Regions from separate parts of the Oryctolagus cuniculus genome. Here region 1 is linked to region 2. The links are chromatin contacts, called in public Micro-C maps. All regions are on one chromosome and are shown on one strand. Each heading gives the region's core, a stretch centred on a gene start, on an enhancer-like site or on the middle of the called end of the contact. The rest is flanking DNA. Distances are from core to core; before and after follow the strand shown. Region 1 holds the start of PIK3C2B (phosphatidylinositol-4-phosphate 3-kinase catalytic subunit type 2 beta). Region 2 overlaps PIK3C2B (phosphatidylinositol-4-phosphate 3-kinase catalytic subunit type 2 beta).

Evidence for each region. Hi-C and Micro-C count contacts between places; a contact is called where the count stands out from the background.
Region 1: a Micro-C map of ear pinna shows a contact between it and region 2, with 2.6 times the contacts expected there. The contact joins the promoter of PIK3C2B here to the enhancer-like site in region 2. A contact is called at or near these places in 3 of 6 Hi-C or Micro-C datasets (ear pinna, psoas muscle and an unstated tissue).

Annotation. Positions count from the first base shown.
Region 1 is chr13:19,932,534-19,935,726 of mOryCun1.1, forward strand. PIK3C2B (phosphatidylinositol-4-phosphate 3-kinase catalytic subunit type 2 beta) reads right to left here and starts at 1,768. Exons shown (of 33, transcript XM_051821194.2): 1 at 1,748-1,768.
Region 2 is chr13:19,890,404-19,893,398 of mOryCun1.1, forward strand. PIK3C2B (phosphatidylinositol-4-phosphate 3-kinase catalytic subunit type 2 beta) reads right to left here. Exons shown (of 33, transcript XM_051821194.2): 15 at 1,657-1,799. Among named protein-coding and RNA genes, the nearest start is that of PPP1R15B, 28 kb to the left of the region's middle. Within about 2 kb of position 1,393, at least 2 of the 8 cell types and tissues checked have an H3K27ac peak or open chromatin away from gene starts, as enhancers often do.

The DNA.
Region 1 (3,193 bases), core at 518-3,017, 43 kb after region 2:
CTGTGGCTTCTCCCAATATCTCTGCAAAGCCTAATGCAGCGGAAGAGCGAGTCCCTTCAGGAACTGAATTCGGTGCAAATTGCTTACATGTGCTTGGCCACATCCCAGACAGTCAGGTAGTTCAGACACAGAACCAGGGGTGGTGCTGGCCCAATTCTAGGAGCCGGGGTCGCTGCGTGTGAACGAATCCGGGGCCCTGCTGGCATCGGCCAGCCCAGGGCACAAAACTCCCCAACAGAGTTGAGAAAAAAATATCAGGGCAGCCAGAGACAATAGAAATTCCATCCCAGGCGTGACCGGTGCAGGGAAGCCACAAAGACCCCAAAAGGGGGTGGAAATAGACGGGGGAGGTTGGCTTGAAGGGGGAGGAGGGTAACAGATCCTTCTCTCTCTCCTCTCTCTTACACACACTCCCTCCAACCCCAGCTGGCCAGGGTGTGTGCGCTAACCTCATACATTTGTTAACCTCTTCCCACAACCCAGGAGCCTGCCAAGCCCCTGGGCTCAGCTCCCCAAGCCCATCCCACCCCACCCCAGCTTGGCAGTGTGCTCCGGCTTCCCCGAGCTTCAAAGCCACCGCTGTCGAGGGCTGAAAACGAGGGAGGAGGGCAGGCCAGGAGAGCAGCGCCTTCCCAGGGCGCAGGGACCTGGGGCGGAGGGTCCCTCTCCGGCTCCCTCTGCTGCAGTGCCCTTATATGGGAGAAGCCAGTTTTACCCTCTGTCTGGCGACTCCCCGGCCCAGATGCCGACTTTTCACACAGCGCACGGCTAGGCACCCCCTCTCAACCCCACACCCCACCCCGCCCCGCTCCGGGGCAGGTTTTTGCTTTTTAATCTCTCATCTTAAACAAACCGACAAACAAACCTCCAAGCCATTGGTTGGCTGCGATCGCCCCGCGCTGGGCGCCAGGAAGCGTGTTTGGCGAGAACGGAGTGGGGATGGGGGTGTCCGGAGCTGCAGAGGCCCCGAAGCGGCGGGCGCGGGGCGCGCAACCTGCCGGGCGCTGCGGGCTGGAGCCGGGGCTCTCCCCGCGCCCCCCGCTCGGCCCGCGGCCGGGAGCCCTCGCCGCTTCCATTGTTGCACCTCGGCTGTTGCCATGTTGGAGCGAGCGAGAGCCCCGGCCTCCGCTGCCTCCGCCGCCTCGGCTCCCGGGCGCTTTGCAGACCCGGGGCCGGCGCTCCCGGCCGGCTGCGCGTCCTACCTGCGCTCGGCGGCGGGCTCCGCGGCCAGACCCGACGGGTCGTGTGCTCGGCGACGTGGGCTCCGGGCGTCCCTTACAGCCGCGCGCCGCTTCCCGCCGGCTCCCCGGGCAGGGAGAGTGGCTTCGCGGGGCGCAGGGGCCGGCCGAGCGCGCGCGCGAGCCCGCCGTCAGGCTACTCCGGGCGAGACAATAGCGCGAGCGGCGGGCGAGCGGGGCGAAGCCATCTCCCGGACGCCCGGCGCACTGCACGGCGCCGCCAGGCCCGGCCAGCCCTGCCTGGACAGCAGCCGCCCGGCCGCCGGCCCCGCCGCAGCGCGAATCGGCCGCGAGCCGGAGGGCGGGGCGGCCGCGGGACCCGGGCCGCCGCCCCTCGGCCCGCCCTCCCCGCGGCTGGCGGCGCGCGGAGCTCCGCAGGGCCAGAGGCCGCCGCGGCCGCGGGCGGGAGGGGTTTGCGGCGGGGCGCTGCTTCCCCCTGCCGGACCCCCTGGGCAGGGAAGCCAGATGGCTCTGCTAGAAGTGACATGGGGACAGATCGGGTGCCCAACCTGGAGGCAGGCGTGCGTCGGGGAAGCTTCCAGCAGCCGACTCCGCGTGGGTCTCCCGCCTTACGGCCCCGGGGACAGCGGCAGACACCCCGAAGGGGAGCACGGGCGACGACCCCCGGCCCAGCCAGAGTAGAGGGACAAGCTGTCACGTTTACGTTTAAAAGGTGCCCTCCCTTGCTTGGAGCGGTGGTCTGTAGAATTTTCCCGAAGGCTCCACCCAGAAGAAACCGAGAGCTGGCCAACTCTTCTTTGCATTTGCTTTGCATAATACCCATGAAGTCTGAAATCACAGGACATTTCTCCCAGTGTCGACCTTGTTCCCCGCCCCCCCAGCCGCCAGACACCAGGGTCTCTGCAGCCTCTTCAGGTACCCAGAGCTGGAGCCTGTGCAGCCCTCAGATGCCCACTGGCCCTGCCAGGGTTCCCATGGAAACAGCTGCCCGGTTCCCCCTTCCCTCAACTCCAGGAAATATTTGTGAAGATGCTGCTATTCCGGTCTGTCTTGGGTTCACCAGAGTTTAAAAACAGAGAAGTCTCAGCAAGGCCTTTAAAAAAAAAAAAAAAAAAACACCTGGGGCCTTCCACATTCTCTTTGCTGATAGCAAACTCTGCAGCATACCCAGAGGTAACTCTCCAGGAGACGCGGTTGTAAGTCATCCTAGCACACTGGAGTCATAGGACAGAAAGAGCCAGCACCCAGGAAGGGCAGGACTGGTAACCGGCAAGGAATCTGAGTAGCTAGAGGAAGTCCCAGCCAGGGCAGAAAGCCATACAGAAAGTGAGTTCTTTCTCAGGCTATTGTTTGGTTCTCATGGGTAAGTTGAAATCTGGGCAAAATAAAAAGGGACTGACAGCAGGTGACCCTGGGTGAGGCAGGAGGAGGAGGAGAAGCCATAGGGCAGGGCCCTGGGGTTGAGTTTGTGTGCGTCTCCTCTGCTGCGTGACCTTGGCTGGGCCACTTCACTCTCCCAACACAGAGGGCAACGCGGGCCTCACCTCTCACCTACCACTCAGGGCTGCGGTGGAAACGAAAGCACAGGGTGCAGGTGTGAGGTTTGGAGCCTAATGTGAGTGTCGGCCAAGGCCCAAGTGTTCCAGTCTCTATCCCCAGCGTCTTAGTGTGAATGGATTAAGGATGAAACTTAATGGAATTATGGTGTCTGAAGGTGGGGCCTTGGCAAGTGATTACAGCTGGATTACGTTGTTAAGGTGAGCCCCTGCGATCCAATCTATGTGGCTGTGGAGAGACGCACAGTGGGCACTTGCATCTGTTAAGACACCTGCACCCCTATCAGGGCGCTTGGGTTTGAGTCCTGTCTCTGCTTGTGATCCAGCTTCCTGGGAGGCAGCAAGTGATAGCTCAGGGACTTAGGTCCCTGCCACCCACGTGGGAGACCTGGATGAAGCTCCAGGCTTTGGGCTGGCCCAGCTCTGGCCATTGTGGCC
Region 2 (2,995 bases), core at 143-2,642:
AGACACAACATGAGCAGAAACACTAAAACAGAACAGTAACCTGGGTGAGAGAAAAGAAGGCACCGAGGGTCTGGGAAGGCTCAGAGGCTTGAAAATGTGGTCAAGCTAGGCATCGATGCTGTGGCATAGTGGGAGAGATGCTGCCTGTGACCCCCGCATCCCATATGGGCGCCAGTTCGAGTCCCAGCTGCTCCACTTCCAATCCAGCTCCCTGCTAATGCACCTGGGAAAGCAGCAGAAGGTGGCCCAAGTGCTTGGGCCCCTGCAACCACATGGGAGACACAGATGAAGCTCCTGGCTCCTGGCTTCGGTCTGGTCCAGCTCTGGCTGTTGCAGTAATTTGGGGAGTGAGCCAGCACATGGAAGATCCCCCCCCTCTCTCTTTCAAATAAATATTTAAAATAAATATTTTTAAAAAAGAAAATATGATCAAACTAATAATTTTTTTAAAAAATTATTCATCTGAAAGAACTACAGAGAGAGAGGAAGAGACACTGAGAAAGCTGACTGGATCAGGCCAAAGCCAGGAGCTTCTTCCAGGTTCTCCACGTGGGGTGCAGGGGCCCAAGTACCTGGGCCACCAGCAGAGGGCTGGAGCGGAAGTGGAGCAGCCGGGCCACAAACCGGTTCCCACACGGGATGCTGGCTTCGCACGTGGTGGCTTCACCCGCCATGCCACAGTGCCAGCCCCAAACCAATCTCTTGTTTCATGTAATAACCATACCCTTCGGTCATCATGCCTCCAGTTCTCCTTTTATGTGTGCCTCTGTTTCTGTTTTTGTCACTGCATATCTGCACCTCTCAACACCCCTGCTATAAGAGCTCGCTCCTGTGCTTTCTGGGAGAGCTTTTTAGCAATTTTCAAGTGCGGAAGTGCAGCTGGCAGCTGTGTAGGCCCTGAGCTCATCGGCCTGGCCTAGGATCAGGTGTCTGATGGGACGAGGGAGGAGCTGATGAAGCGAGGGGTCAGCAGAGAAGAGGGGGCAGAAATTTAGCAGTCGCTGGGCTCCCCCCGGGGTGGGACGGGAGGGAGGGAGAGGAACGCAGCTGCAGGTGTTTTCCCCCACCCACACCCAGCAGGTGCACGGGGCTCTGCAGGGGCCAGCAAGGTGGACGCTGAATTTAGAGTGCAGGCTGCGCAGGGGCCTCAACCACACCCGCCCATGCGGCTCTCCCATCTCAGCCCTCCTTCTCCAGTCCTGATGGAAGCAGCAGCCCGGAGGATGAGATCAGCCCTGGCTCACGCGAGAGCCGCCAGCTGGCCTTGACACCTGATCCTTTTTCGGAAAGTGACGGGGACAGAAATATGCCAAGCCTGTAGGCGTGGAAGGGGCAGGATGTGGGGGCAGGGAGGTGAGGATGGCCAATGCAAGCCGTCGATGGCACATCTGGGGTGTGGGTCACAGCTCAGGTCCTCTGAGGTGGCTGTGCCTGGCTCAGGCCCCCCAGTGGGGGAAGGCGCATTCCCGGGTCTAATTTCCGGACCTGACCTCTCTACTTGTCCTACTGTCAGCTCACTGAGAAAGGCCTGGGGCCGCACCGCTTCCTGCCTAGGTGGTGATGCCCCCCCCAGTACCCCAACTCGCACAGCAGGACAGGGGCCAGGGCCTGGCAGGTGGAGGTCAGAAGGACCGACGCAGACTCCCGGGGCCTCACCAGTACAGGGACTCCTTGCGCATGATGTCCTGGAGCTTCCGCTGGTCTTCCTCCCGGAGGCTCCCAAACTCATAGCGGGGGCTGAACTCGTCTCCAGGGGGGCTGGTGAACTTGATGTCAAAGGCCGAGGTGGGGAAGTCAATCTGGGGGCGGGGGATGAGAGAGGGGAGAGAAGAGACGGCATGAACGGGGCCCCCACTGGCTGGCTGCCCACTTTCCCGCCTTGCTCCCACCTCCCTTCCCCTCTGGCTCTGCATAAAACACATGACCCAGGTGGACTCGGGGAGCCCCAAACTCCCTTCCAGCAGGAACTGGGAAGGAAGCAAAAGAGGGGAAAAGAACCAGGGAGGAAGTGGCTGGGTTGAGACAGAGCCAGGGGAAGGGATGGGCCCCAGCCCAGAACCAGTGAGCAGCGGGGAGGAGGCAGGACCATGAGCTGGGTAAGGGCCCTACCAACCCTAGGGCCTGGGACACCAGATGTCCACCTGGCTACAGTGGGTTCAGAGCTCAGTGAGCCTCTTCTCCAAGGGTGTCCTACTTTCCCTCCTTCTGGAATTGCTGGTTGAACCCTAGCTCATGCCGGGCATTGTTCTAGGCCCTGGGCACAGGGCAGTGAGGGAGACAGACAAGGCTCCTGCCTTGGAGCAGCCGTTTGACCTAAGAGTTAGGAGGGTGCTCGGGACACCTGCACCCCCCTCGCAGTGCCTGTGCGAGTCCAGCTTCATGGCTAACGTGCACCCTGGGAGGCAGCTCAAGCAGTTGGGTTCTCAGCTCCCGGATCTGGCCTGGCCCGTTCCTAACCTTTGTGGGCATTTGAGTAGTGAGCCAGCAGACAGAAACTCTCTCTTTGGCCGTCTCTTAAATAAACTAACTAAATAAAATGAAAAACAGAAACCCGCCTCAGGCAGCTTTCATTTGATGCCATTTCGATTTCATTAAGGACTCTGATACTCCATGCTCTGTAGCAAAGACTCTCAGGACCACAGAAAGGGGAACCAGGAAGCAGGACCTGGACCTTGGACCTGGCCAGCTCTTCCTCCTCCCCTAGGACAATGGGTCCACCCTACAAAGCGCAGAGTGACTGGCCAGGGGGAGGGGGCAGCTGAGCCTTGATCACAAGGGTGAGGGGTCAATACAAGGGACTCCCCAGGATGGGGCAGGCCTCAGACCCTACATGCGGACTCCTTGAAACCAAAGGGAACCTGCAGGAGTTGGGAGCCGGGGACCCCCGAGCTTCTAACCACATTTACCCTGCGGCTCCCAGCACACCGTCCTCCCATGCTGAGTCCCAGGCCCCAGTGTAAGGGGGGAAGCCTGCAGCTGGCTCCAGCGGAGTCTC